4 separate regions of the Mus musculus genome follow, and regions 2, 3 and 4 are each linked to region 1. The links are chromatin contacts, called in public HiChIP or PLAC-seq maps. All regions are on one chromosome and are shown on one strand. Each heading gives the region's core, a stretch centred on a gene start, on an enhancer-like site or on the middle of the called end of the contact. The rest is flanking DNA. Distances are from core to core; before and after follow the strand shown. Region 1 has its middle 43 kb from the start of Ifngas1. Region 2 has its middle 29 kb from the start of Gm33624. Region 3 has its middle 4.7 kb from the start of Gm33624. Region 4 overlaps Gm33677 (predicted gene, 33677).

What was found. HiChIP or PLAC-seq counts read pairs in DNA pulled down with a chosen protein or histone mark.
Region 2: a contact with region 1 is called in a RAD21 HiChIP or PLAC-seq map of pro-B cells, with 6 times the contacts expected there. The contact joins two enhancer-like sites. A contact is called at or near these places in 2 of 15 datasets of contacts at CTCF or cohesin (large pre-B cells and pro-B cells), 8 of 484 Hi-C or Micro-C datasets (CD4 T cells, Sertoli cells, gonadal supporting cells and 5 more), 5 of 115 datasets of contacts at active chromatin or transcription factors (bone marrow-derived macrophages, double positive thymocytes, embryonic basal ganglia and 2 more) and 1 of 9 other capture datasets (embryonic stem cells).
Region 3: a contact with region 1 is called in an H3K27ac HiChIP or PLAC-seq map of regulatory T cells, with 5 times the contacts expected there. The contact joins two enhancer-like sites. A contact is called at or near these places in 2 of 15 datasets of contacts at CTCF or cohesin (large pre-B cells and pro-B cells), 3 of 484 Hi-C or Micro-C datasets (CD4 T cells and CD8 T cells) and 7 of 115 datasets of contacts at active chromatin or transcription factors (CD8 T cells, double positive thymocytes, fibro-adipogenic progenitors and 4 more).
Region 4: an H3K27ac HiChIP or PLAC-seq map of regulatory T cells shows a contact between it and region 1, with 5 times the contacts expected there. The contact joins two enhancer-like sites. A contact is called at or near these places in 3 of 15 datasets of contacts at CTCF or cohesin (the NIH/3T3 cell line, large pre-B cells and pro-B cells), 11 of 484 Hi-C or Micro-C datasets (CD4 T cells, CD8 T cells, the G1E-ER4 cell line and 6 more) and 7 of 115 datasets of contacts at active chromatin or transcription factors (the NIH/3T3 cell line, astrocytes, bone marrow-derived macrophages and 4 more).

Annotation. Positions count from the first base shown.
Region 1 is chr10:118,598,402-118,601,385 of GRCm38.p6, forward strand. No RefSeq gene overlaps it. Among named protein-coding and RNA genes, the nearest start is that of Ifngas1, 43 kb to the left of the region's middle. Within about 2 kb of position 1,435, at least 46 of the 459 cell types and tissues checked have an H3K27ac peak or open chromatin away from gene starts, as enhancers often do. A contact at or near this core is called in CD8 T cells, bone marrow-derived macrophages, memory CD8 T cells and 3 more, where this site is marked.
Region 2 is chr10:118,976,663-118,979,761 of GRCm38.p6, forward strand. No RefSeq gene overlaps it. Among named protein-coding and RNA genes, the nearest start is that of Gm33624, 29 kb to the right of the region's middle. Within about 2 kb of position 1,724, at least 36 of the 459 cell types and tissues checked have an H3K27ac peak or open chromatin away from gene starts, as enhancers often do. A contact at or near this core is called in pre-B cells and pro-B cells, where this site is marked.
Region 3 is chr10:119,010,477-119,013,439 of GRCm38.p6, forward strand. No RefSeq gene overlaps it. Among named protein-coding and RNA genes, the nearest start is that of Gm33624, 4.7 kb to the left of the region's middle. Within about 2 kb of position 1,260, at least 64 of the 459 cell types and tissues checked have an H3K27ac peak or open chromatin away from gene starts, as enhancers often do. A contact at or near this core is called in CD8 T cells, memory CD8 T cells, pro-B cells and 1 more, where this site is marked.
Region 4 is chr10:119,038,421-119,041,753 of GRCm38.p6, forward strand. All of the region lies in intron 3 of Gm33677 (predicted gene, 33677), which reads right to left. Among named protein-coding and RNA genes, the nearest start is that of Gm33677, 10 kb to the right of the region's middle. Within about 2 kb of position 1,966, at least 40 of the 459 cell types and tissues checked have an H3K27ac peak or open chromatin away from gene starts, as enhancers often do. A contact at or near this core is called in CD8 T cells, bone marrow-derived macrophages, pro-B cells and 1 more, where this site is marked.

The DNA.
Region 1 (2,984 bases), core at 185-2,684:
CAGCTTTCTCTCAAAACTGTAATAAAGCAGGTGACGGTGCAACAGTAGAAACTCCTCTTCAAGGACGACTTGGGAGCTGGCAGTGGTGGCAGGCACACACACACACACACACACACACACACACATACACACACACACACACACACACACACAGAGGAGGGCACACATACACACACATACATATAGACACCCACCCTGTGCACACACACATACCACCCCTACACACACACACACACACACACACTGTATGACTTGGTGTGGGGGCTGTGTGAGCTGTCTTTATCCCCCCTGTTTCCTGAAGCGTGGCCCCCACAGGGGCAGGTACTGCCTGTGAGGTGGGATGCTCACTCCACTGCTCTCACTCTGCTCATTACCTCAGTGATAGGCCCCCGGGGAGATGCTGGCTTCCATCTGCTCTTTAGGAACGTCCTTGTGTAGGAGCGAATTGTGTCCTAACTTGGGTTATTAATTTTTATAGTGAGATCTCAGGGAGGTTATACTGAGTTTACACATGGAAAAGTAGGTAGAAAGTTGAAGGTTTTTCTCCAGTAAAACAGGAACACTCACTACCCCACTATACATACATACATACATATACATACATACATACATACATATATTCACATATGTAGACACACATGCACGCATGTCCAAGTGTGCACACAAATGCACCTATTTTCCCTAGACAACTATATAATGTAGTAAATTACTATAAGTTGTGCTTGTGTGTGTGTGCAAGTATTTGTGCATGTATTTGTGCATGCATGTTCCTATGTGTGTCTATGTGCCTGAGTGCATGTGTTTGAGTCTTTTTCAGGCTTTGCTTCTGAGGATGATGAACACAGAGAATGATGGAGTAAATGAGCCACTCCGGGAGAGTGAGCAATGAATACCTGGGCACGTGCCTGAGATTCAACTGCCACATCTGTACTTGAGTAAAGCCTTGTGGTACACAGTGTTACCTTTATCATCAACATCATCATTGTCATTGTTATCGTCATCATCATACCTTGTATCTCTATATCACCTCTTGCTTGAAAACAGACATTTCAAAAATACACTCAGGCCTTGTCACAGATGTGGGTGGCGAGTGTTATTCTAATCTCTCTCCAGATGAGAAGAGCATAGCCCAATGCCCAGGGAGCTAAAGGAAGCGTTGTAAAACTGAAGCTCAAGCTGACCTGATATAATTTGTTGAAGTGGGTACTGATTTTTTTCCCAGTTTTTTGTTTTTTTTTTACTGAAACATGACCTATGCCCCATAAATTTACATTTTGAATCTGCATATTAGTTATTTTTAATATTTTCGCAAACTTGTGTGCCAAAACCACTATCCAAGAATATTGTTATAATCTCAGAAAGAAACCCCACATACATGTGGGGCCAGTGACCATTTCCTTCCTTTCTCAGCCTCTGGCAACCGCAAATCTACTTTCTGTTTCATTTATTTTTGTCTTTTGCCTGTTACAGAGAGCCGATACAAAAGGCTCCTACATTACCTGACCTTGTGTCTGGATCCTTTAACTTAGCATAGCATTTTCAAGACTCATTCTGACTTATGACCGAGTAAATCCCCTGCCCACCCCCCCCCCCAACCCCCAGTTGTATCGATAGACTGTATTTTGTTTGTTCACGTTTCAGTTGATGGACATTTGGGTTGGATCTACTCGGAGACTATTAAAATAATGCTTCTGTGAATATTTTCTATTTCCTGGAGGGGGGGGATGTCAACAAATGTCTATTCACCCATGATGACAGCTAAAGAAATTGTCCCGTCCGAATCTCACTTAGAAAAATGACAAGCTTATTGGGGACACCGACAGGAACATGGAAGACACAGGCAAAGGTTCCACTGGGAGCTCACTGCACCACGAGACGTTCTGACCCTGAAAAGCTGCATCTTTGGGGTTTCCTTCCTGTGTATGTGTTCAAAACTCCACCCTGCCCTCCTCATCCCATCCTTTTTGACCTACTTGAGTCTGGCCAGCTTTTCTTTCCTCTAAAGGAAGGAGTGTTTCAGTTTGGAGGATATAATGGTGCAACATTAGTGAACACGTTTTCTGTAGACATGTTTTCAGGCTTCTTGGATGTGTATGCAGTTGTGGAATTGCTGAGTGTCAAAGAACTCCAGTCTTTAACATTTTTGAGGAATCGTCAGAGGGCTTTATTTAGAGCAGTGGTTCTTAGCTTGTGAGGCTCAACCCCTTTGAAGGTCGAAGGACGTATTCACAGGGATCACATAAGACTATGGGGACACACGGATGCTTACACTATGCTACATAACAGTAGCAAAGATTACAGTTATGAAATAGCAACAAAAGTGATTTTACGGCTGGGGGTCACCACAACATGAGGAACTGTATTAAAGGGTCGCAGCATTAGGAAGACTGGGAGCCACTGGGTTTGAGCCTGCAGATTTGAATTCCCTCCCATGCTTGTGTAAGTTCTGAGCCTTTGAACCCTCAAGAGCAGCATTTTTTTTATCTACAGTTGTGACAATTACCCATCCTACTCAATGTAATAGTACTGATTGTTAAACAATAGGTGATTTTTAAAATATTGATTTTTTAAAAAATTATTTCAATGTGTGCATGTGCGTATGTGGATCTGTATTTGCGTATGTGAGTGCAGGTGCCTTTAGAGGCTGGAGCGGCTGGATCTCCTGCAGCTGGGGTTACAGATGGTTGTGAGTCACCTGGCTGCTGTGAGCTGAGAATCCCAGGGGGCAGCAAGCGCCTGAACAGGTTAGCCATTTCTCTGGCTCCATTGGATGATCTGTTGAAAGGGGTGTAACTTGAGCTGTCACTTCCTGGTTGGGAATGGGTAAACTGATCTGTGGAAAGGTAGCCACTTTCTGACTCTCCAGATTTCCTGGCTTCCTGGCAGCTCTGCTCCACAGAAGAGAAGGGAAGGTGCTCAAGGCGTCCTCCAGCCCCGGCCACCCCCAAAGCCCACGCTGAGTGTGTAGGGACGATTTTCCAACT
Region 2 (3,099 bases), core at 474-2,973, 380 kb after region 1:
ACCTACCTGCTGGCAGCCGGGTGGCCTTTCAAGGACTCAGGCCCTGAGTGTGACATGCCATCTTCCCTCACTCCCTTACACATCACTTCACATGGGAGACGATGCTTAGTATGTGTGGTTTTATGGCCACAAGCAGAAAAACATAAGATGGTTCACTGAGCATGAAATCAGCCCCAGTGAGCCCTTCTTAACAACTGCCGTTGACAATAGAAATGCCAAGCACAGCAAGGGGGACAGATGTATGGCCAGGGGCATCTTTAAAAGATACATGCGTGTCCCTGGTTCCTCGACACTGAGAATCTTTGTGTTTATATAACAGCGGTAAAATGCTCTGAGAAGAAGTCTTGGTTACCCTGCATCTGGAAGAGCAGTATGCCTTGGATAGCCAACCAAAGCAAAGACAACCTCTGGGAGATCCTGCCTTCATCCAGGTAACCAGGGATGGTAACAAAATCAAGTGGAAGGTGCACCCGACCCCAGAGACTTTGCTAAAGGATGAAAACCGCCAAGTACCTTAGGGTACGAGCCCAACGCTCGTGAGACCCTAAGGCTGAGAGACTCATGTTTCCTTTCCAGCTGATCCAGGTTAGAGTTTGCCTTCAAGAGGAATTGGTGTGGCTTTGCAAGTCAGGACGCAAGGGGAAGTAGTTGCTATTTCCAGAGGCGGTTGCAGGCAGATGTTAGGGACAGGGCAGAGATTTTCTGTAGCTTCCAGAGAACTTTCCAGAGCTGCCTGCTTTGGCCCAGCAGATGAGGTTTCTCTAAGCCTCCTGAAAAGTGGAGCAGCAACCAGGCAAGCCACCAAGATGAGCCTACTCACTTAAACCATCATTGATTGAAACTGTGACCTCCAGCACAGGCATCCTTGTCCCCCTCTCTGCATCCCACAGTGTCACTGAAACCCCAAGTTCTCTATTTAACCCTTTGTGTCTGGCACACAGAAACTGCCTTCTATTCTCAGAACTCTGCCTGCATCACATGTGTGAGACCACATGTAACATCATTTTAACCTTTGGGTTTGTTTGGTTGGTTTTTTTCTTCTTAGAAATGAGAAGATATTAAACAGATCATCCACAGATGGAATCAAATTTTGTTTTCTGTAACATTTGAGGTGTTCCTGACTGGAAAGCTCGGTGTTAGCATTAGGAGACTTTGAATGTCCTCCAGTGAACTCTTATAGAAAGCACCTACACGGAGTTAGATTATGATGCATTTGCAGTTCAGGGCAGGCAGAAATGAGAAGTGAGCACAGTCAGGCAGAGATCGCACAGCCCCAGGGAACTTGAGCTACAAGCTGCTCACACAGCATCCTCCTAAGAATTTGCAAATTCTGTCTTATTCAAATCCTTAACCTGAGAATCCAAAGCTATAAGTGTTAGGCCCTGGAGCCTCGGATACCTGACCTTCAGCAAGGTGGGCTGGAATTGGGAGGTGCACTCTGACCCAAAGACTAGAGGAAAGATACAACTGTACGCCTCGGAATTGGTGGGACGCATTAGCATCAGAGGACAGCACACAGCGTGCATGGGGTCTGAGTTTCCTACTATGAAGGCTGCTAAGAGCGCGACCTTCAGATTCACTGATGTAGAACCAGCCAAGTTATCAAGAGTTGCAGCTTCTTTGCTGGCTGTGGTGGGACCCAGAAAACTCTCCACATTCACTGTCTGAGCCCCCTTTAGGCATTTCCGGTTCGAAGGGCTTTTACTGCCTTGGGCGTTGTCTTTGCTGTTCTGTCTCACAGGCATCCACAGCCTGTGCACCTGGTGCTGTCTGGCGCACGTGTGCTTGCCTTGCTTGGATGGCTGCTCCCTCAGGAAGCTTTCTTGACGGGGATCTAGCCCATGCACCTCCCTTCTCGGTCCTTCTACAGCTCCTCAACTAGTGGCTGCTACTTCCTTATTGCCAAGTGTTGCCCTTAGCCCTGAACTGTGTTATCTCAGCTCTTACAGCTTCCCAGGAGAGGGCTCAGAGGAAAACCTGGAGACAGAAAGGTTCAACATCTTGCTTGTGTCAGAAGCTGGAAAGATTTGGGGTCAGGACTCTGGAGGTCAGAACTTACTCTCTGGAGTCCTGTTATTACCCGGGCTTGTTTTGTGATGATCCTACCAAACTGAGCTCAGAAAAAGAAAGAAAGAAAGAAAGAAAGAAAGAAAGAAAGAAAGAAAGAAAGAAAGGAAGGAAGGAAGGAAGGAAGGAAGGAAGGAAGGAAGGAAGGAAGGAAGGAAGGAAGGAAGGAGAAAAGAAGAAGAAGGAGAAGGAGAAGGAAAAGAAGAAGAAGAAGAAGAAGAAGAAGAAGAAGAAGAAGAAGAAGAAGAAGAAGAAGAAGAAGAAGAAGAAGAAAGAAAGAAAGAAATTATACTGAAAGCTTATGTGACAAGGATTATTTATTTCATGTCCTGTTTCCAGTTCTCATCTCATCTCAGTTGAGACTGTCACTGTCCCCATTTTGCAGATGAGAATGGAAGCTGCTCCTTTGCCCCACCTTCTCAACTCCTCTGATGTGTTCTGAATGTCCCCAGTGTTCTGAATGTCCCGTGTTCTGAATGTCCCCTGTGTGTGAAGGCTCTAAGACAGAAAAGACCCAGCAAAAGCCAAGAACTGCAGCCTCAGTCCCACTAAGTACTAAGTCACAGGGGACCATGCTGGAGACCAGAACAGCCTTCTTCAGCAAGGGGCCACCTCTCGCAGCACAATGAGAGGTCGCTTCTTCCTGACCTCAGGACCATGACAGCTGGCTTGGGAAGAGGCTACAGCAAAGAAGCAGACCTTCAACAAGGCTCAGCTGCCAAAGTCGGAAGTCGGAAGCCGTGACCCCTCCCTGGGGCCTGGAAAGCTGAGACACAGCTGGGCTCCTTCTGCGCTGGCTTTGGGTCACACCTGGGGCTGCGCAAGCAGGAGACCCTTGCGCATGCGCTGAAGAGAGACGAGCACTCCTGCTGCGACAGGCAGGTAGCCAAGTCTCCACTAGGGGTAGGAGAAAGACTAGCTCTGTGCTCTTCGAAGCAATAGAAGTTCTCCCAAGCCTCTGGGGAGAAGGAAACATTTCTGTGGTGTTGGGGCTCCACGTGGGGGTGAAACTCAGGCTGAATATCAGGAATG
Region 3 (2,963 bases), core at 10-2,509, 410 kb after region 1:
AGTGGGATGAGGGGGTATCGCTTCTTGGCAATGTATTTGCATACTCTGGGAGAATCCCTGGTTATATCACCAGCACCAAAATCCAACCAAACAACAACAACAAAACCAAGCAGTGATCAATCCTATAATTCAAGATCAGTCACCTGGTTCAGGCAACAACTACCCGGACACGGCTTCCCACTAAAGACACAAGAAGTGTCACACAAAGACAAATACATATGGGTGCACACACATACAAGTACACACATAGAAGTACACAAGAACTGGAGCCACTGTTGGGACACAAGGCTGTTTTCCCATTGACAGCTCTCTGAAAAATCTCCTGACCTTGATCAGTCTCTGGTCCCCACCAGGAGTTACAGCTAAGGACACCTAGGAGTTCCGGCCTCTCAAAAACACTCTTCTGGGCGGGCCTCTGCTAAGAAGCCCTGAGTGACCTGGACAGAAACCCTGAGTGTCCTTGCAAAAGCCTAAGTGTTTCTCCTGCCCTCTCCCAGGTGAGTCTGGTGTGGGAGGGACCCTGGCAGTCTTCCAAGCCTTTGGTGGCCTCTCCTGTCCCCCTGTGTGTGGAAACCCAAAGGGCTGGCCAAATCAGGATTGGTTTTTCTCCCCCTCAGTTTGCTAAACCCAGCTCGGGATAAACGTCCTCCCTAGCTCAATGCGCTCCGCACCTGTCAGTGTTTGTTTTTAACTGACAGTGTTGATTTAGCGTTAGGCCCAGTGGGGGATGTGGTTACAGGCTATGGGGAGGATTCGGAGTTGCTGTGTGTACAAGAGAAAATGCCAAGTTAGGTAATGAAAACTGAACGGCCCCGGTGCTCCCGCTTATAAATACCTATCAAAATCAGGAAAAGTACAACAAAACCAACACAAAGCATGTCCCTTTCTGAAGCATGTTCCCTCCTCTTAACCCTCTAGAAGAGCAGGAGGACAGACTGGAATCTCTAAAAAGCTCAGGTACTGGGACGTCTGTTCCATTCATATTTCCAACGCTCCTGTGCCTCTGTTCCCTCTTCTGTTCCCAGTTCTCCCTAATTCCCAGCGGGAAGGATTGGAAGGGACTGTTGGCTTTGCACCTGTCTGGTACCCCAACCCTAAAGAGTAGTCCCTTTTTATTGCTGAGTGAAAACCATGCACCCCACTGGGGAAACACTGAGAGAGAAGGCGTGGGAGAGCAAGCTGGACACAGCCCTGGGAGCACGTACGGAGACAAGCGTAAGCAAGCGGGTTGTAAACACAAGTCAGGATCCAGAGTCTTCATAAAGGAGGAGACTCTGGAACTGAGTGTTGAGTAATGAACTGGGGTTTGCCAAGGGCAGATGGGGATATGCAGAGTTCTGCAGGCAGAAGGAAGGGAGGCAACACAGGCTGGGTTAAAATGCAACAGGGAGTGTCCAGAGAGGATCCAGGGGGAGCTCTCCAGGAAGAGCCTCCAGGGAACCTAGACTGTAAGGAAAGGCAGGTGCCCTCTCTCTCTTTCTTGGTCTAGTCTCTGTCTCTGACTCTTTGTGTCTCTGTCTCCCTCTTGTCTGTCTCTCTGTATGTATGTATAAAAGAGACGAAGTCAATGTCAGTAGATAGACTGACATTGCATATTAACCATGTGACGTGAGTAGAAATGCAAAGGAGTTTTGAGATCACCCTGCAAACACGCAAAGAGTAAGTGCTATTAGGTACTTGGTGCCATCAGGTACTTGGTGCTATGGTTACTTGGCCCTATCGGGTACATGGTATTGTGAATATTTGCTGCTATCAGGTACTTGGTGCTGTGGGTATTTGGTGCTATCAAGTGCTATCAGGTACTTGGTCCTATGGGGTACTTGGTGCTATCGGTACTTGATGCTGTGGGTACTTGGTGCTATCAGGTTCTTGGTGCTGTGGGTACTTAGTGCTATCAGATACTTGGTGCTGTGGGTATTTGGTGCTATCAAGAAAATCTCATCCAGAATAGAGATATATGGAAATGATTAGGAGACTTCACTTGTCCTTTACATTGTTAGAAAACCTATGTGTGAGTGAATGGTCCTGATTCCTGGCTTGCTGCTTATGACAGTCCTTGGGGCTTCAAGTCCTGCATTTCCAGGCTTCTGGCTTTGACTTGCTGGCTTATTGTTAGAACTCCCTCCATTTGGACACTGCACATGGGTAGGCTGTCCACTGGAAAGCTCTCCAAGTTAGTTCGCACTGTCCTTTTAGCTTTACTAACACTCTTCTCTCCAATTATGACTTTTTCCTTTGCCTTTCCTCGCTGCCTTTGATCCTCATCTGGCAAGCAAAGTTTATATCATGAATATTTTATAACTCTGCAGTTCCAGCATAGACAAGGCCATTAATAGCCGAGTGACTTAAAAGATTGCCCCCCCAACACCCCATACTTAGTCCATGACTGGCACAGAGCAGGCGGGCAATCAGTAGAATGCACTTTAGCCATCGAAGGAGATTGGCCATAGGTCACTTAGTCTTTAATGGTCAGGAGTAGGTCTATCTTGTTTTTCCAGAACTTTCCCCATTTTCCACAATGAGGAATTGAAGACAGAAAGAGTTCAGCAGAGCAAGGGAACGGTCTTTCCCTTTTGTTATCGAAAGCCTTTGCTCTAGAATAGTAGAAGGGACCATCTGATTTGTACTTCACAGAGAAGGTGGGGTTCCTAATAATTTCAAGATCCAGACACACAGAGATGCTCAGACAGACAGGCACAGATAGGCACAGACTGCACTCACATACATACACGCATACGCACACATACACACATGCATATACACATATAAGTACACACAAAGACAAATACATATGGGTGCACACACATACAAGTACACACACATACACACATAAGAGTACACACACACACACACACATATATATACATATGTAAGTACACACAGAGACACATACGTATGGGTACACACACAGAAGTACACACATATATACACATATGGGTACACATACACACACACATGCACAC
Region 4 (3,333 bases), core at 716-3,215, 440 kb after region 1:
GGCTCTTTGTCTCTATTACCCCAGCCTTACCTCAGAACCCACACTCTACAGGATGGCTTAAGTCTTTTGAGGTAGTGTCTTCTGTTGCCTATGGTCATTCGTATCATGACCGTGTTTTGTTTAGTTTTCTTTGGGTGTTCCAGGATCAAACCCGTGGTCCTGGTATGCCAGGTAGGATGTCTATAACCACAGCCCAGGACTGAGCCTCAGTGGCCTCTCAGACAGCTAATGAAAGTGGTCAAGGAATCAGTCAGACTTAGGAATCTCGATTTGTTTGGAAACGTCAAGACGAGGGATAAATTGAGTGTGCAGGGGTGAAGATGCTATTTAAAGCCCTGTGATTAAATTAAACCACCTTATAAAGTGTGAACGAATTATAAGAGGCATGAAGAGCCAAGGGGTATAGGTCTCAGAGGGGAGAAAGATGTCAAAAACTGGTATACGATGAATAAAAGATGGGAACCAAGGGATGGGGTTCTAGAAACCCAGAGGGGATAAAGGAGGGTCGCCTGGAGAACACTGTCTGTCCTCAGCAATTTGGAGAATTCACACTCCTTCCTATGACTGTCTTCCCAGGGCTGATTCTGTCACAATGGACGCATTTGCCCTAGATGCTCTGAGACACTGAATTTTTCCTCCTCTCTGTGTACCTCCATGGCCTTGTCCTCTCTGCCTGCAGGTGTTCCCTGCATAGCAATCTAGTCCTGTCCTCCTATCTCCCCTCCCCATCTCAGGTCTCAGACACAAGTCCCACATCTGGTTGGGCGGGCGCCCCTTCCAGGAGCGCAGTCCCTCCCTCTTGCAAGCACTCATTGCTGGCAGCCGGTGCCTCTAAGCTCTTCAGAGGTGAGCCCAGGCAATGGCTGCTCCTTTTTGTTACAGTAGTCGTCAGCAATTCTTGATCTTGGTAGAGATATATCTGTGGGCTAAATCAAAGGACACATAGGGCAGGGTCCCCAGTATTAGCATCTGGCTGACCTACCAAATAAACCAAGACTCCAGGGGCCTTCTGCTTCTGGAAGACTCGAGGCAACAAAGTCTTACCTGTTTGAAACAAATGGTAAGAAGTCTCAAATGAATTGGCACATTGTAGGATTTTGAAGAAGTTTTGATACATTCAAGAAACACTAAAAACACCCACCTGCCCACCCCCTTTCCTGTCTGAACTATGGCTTTGAACTCAGTAGGTAATCATTTTTCTTTAAATAATATTAAAGTCAGTTTAAATGTGACAGGCGTCTTTTCACAAGCACTCCAAGCACCAGCAAGGAATGGATGGACCCGGACAGACCCTTAGGTTCAGTCTTTGCTTGAGGCAGTGAGGCTCTCTAGAAGAGATTCGGCAATGGTAAACCTACTCCCCCACCCTGAGGGAGGGGTTTATAAGTCACCTAAATCAGGACTCCAAAGGTCCTCATAAGTATGGCAGCAAATGCCTAAGATGTGGGGAGGAAGGGAGGTCTCTGAACACTGCGTCCTTTGTCATGCAAGTAGAGCCAACGTTCTGAACAGAAATTGTAGATACTAGCAGACTATCTTTAGAAACAGGAAGTCAGGAACAGCCTATAAATATCTTCCCCTTCCTTCCTGAAGATCACATATACATTTTTTTTTTAAGATCCAGAAAAAACAAACAAACAAAACAAAACAAAAAAGATTTAGAAATAAAGAAAGTGCCTTAGTCTGGCTACTTCCTTTCTAGATTTTTCTAAAACTTTAAAATGTGTTGTGAGGGGAAGAGTACCACTTCAGCTTTTGACTGTTTGTGAGTGTCAGCCCTTTAAAAATGGCTTTCTTCTTTTTAAAACATTTAGTATATTGAGGGAAATCATGACTTGGGGGTTGATAAAAGAGCCCTAGTTACTGCTAGAAAGCAGTGGGGCCCTCAGCTGCGGGGTGTTCAGCAACTCTCCAGCTGGATTAGGCACTGTTGTCTCACCATTGTCCCAGTTGTGTCGGAGTGAGCCTCAGGGACACGTGACATATGCTCTGACCTCAGCCCTTGCTGACACAGACAGTCTTAACAATACCACTCCAACAGACCCACGCCAGGCTGCTCTTCTTTCCAGCTCTAGGTGTGTCTGGTGGGAAAATGATTCAGAGAGGCAGACACAAAATGTCTGTGGGTCCCAGAATCACTGTGAGGAATATTTTCCTAGGATCACCATGGGAGAGAGGGAAGCTGGGAGAATGGTTCAGATACCCATTCTACTTTCAGCCCAGCCCTTCTTCTTTGCCTCAGGAAAGGGCAACTTTTCCTTTCTTTTGTCTCTTTCTTCTAGATGCTAACTCCTCAGCCACTGGTCCTCACCCTCCCTAATGCTGCAACCCTTTAATACAGTTCCTCATGCTGTGGGGACCCCTCACCCCGACCATAAAAATGATTTTCCTTGCTACTTCATAACTGTAATTTTGCTACTGTTATGAATCGTAATGTAATATCAGTGTTGAGTTTGGTCTGTTGTTATGTATTGTAATGCTAAATTCTGTGCCCAAATGTCTGGACCCTAGAGTTGACAAGCTTTTGTTGTGCAAACCTTATTCTTTGATTTAAAACTACTGGTTAAATAAAATTGGTTGAATCCAATTACTGGAGGGATTCAAGGTAGATGGGTTTTGAGTAACCTGGTTGGCAGTGGAGAAGGAGGGGGTGGGGACCAGGAGGAGAAGGAGGAGGGATGAGGGGAGAAGAGGAAGCCTCCAAGAGAAGAGATGGACCGTGAGCATGTGGCCAGGAGAAACAGCAAGTATCTGGGGTTATACCCCTGGGAAGGTAGCCAGGCCAGCAGTCAAAAGAGTAGATTAAGGGTGACCCCCAGTAATTATCAACGCCAAGTAAAATAACCATAGTCGGAGTCTCATTTATTTGTGAGCTAGTTGGGGATAAGCATAACGTGGTTGTACTACACATCTGAAATGCAGCATATCTGACATGTGACCCCTGTGAAAGGGTTGTTAGACACTCCCCCCCCCAAGGGATTTCAACCCATAGATTGAGAGCCACTGCCTTAAGTGTGCCTATGTCTGTGTACATGCTGTGTATAGGTGTGTGAGCACACATGCAAACACACACACACACACACACACACACACACACACACACACACACACCATGGTACTTTGGACTTCCATGCTCTTTCTAAAGCCCCCTCCCACTCAAATGTCAGGCCTTGCCCACCCCCACCTCCTTTTCACCGACATTCTCCAGGCAGCTGCTGGGATTTACAGCTGCCCACCCTGGGGCTTTTTAAAAAACACTAATAACACTAGCCTTGAGCTTCGTTCAATTCTTTCATTGAAACTAAGAACCCCAAGGGGGAACCCTGATTTCCC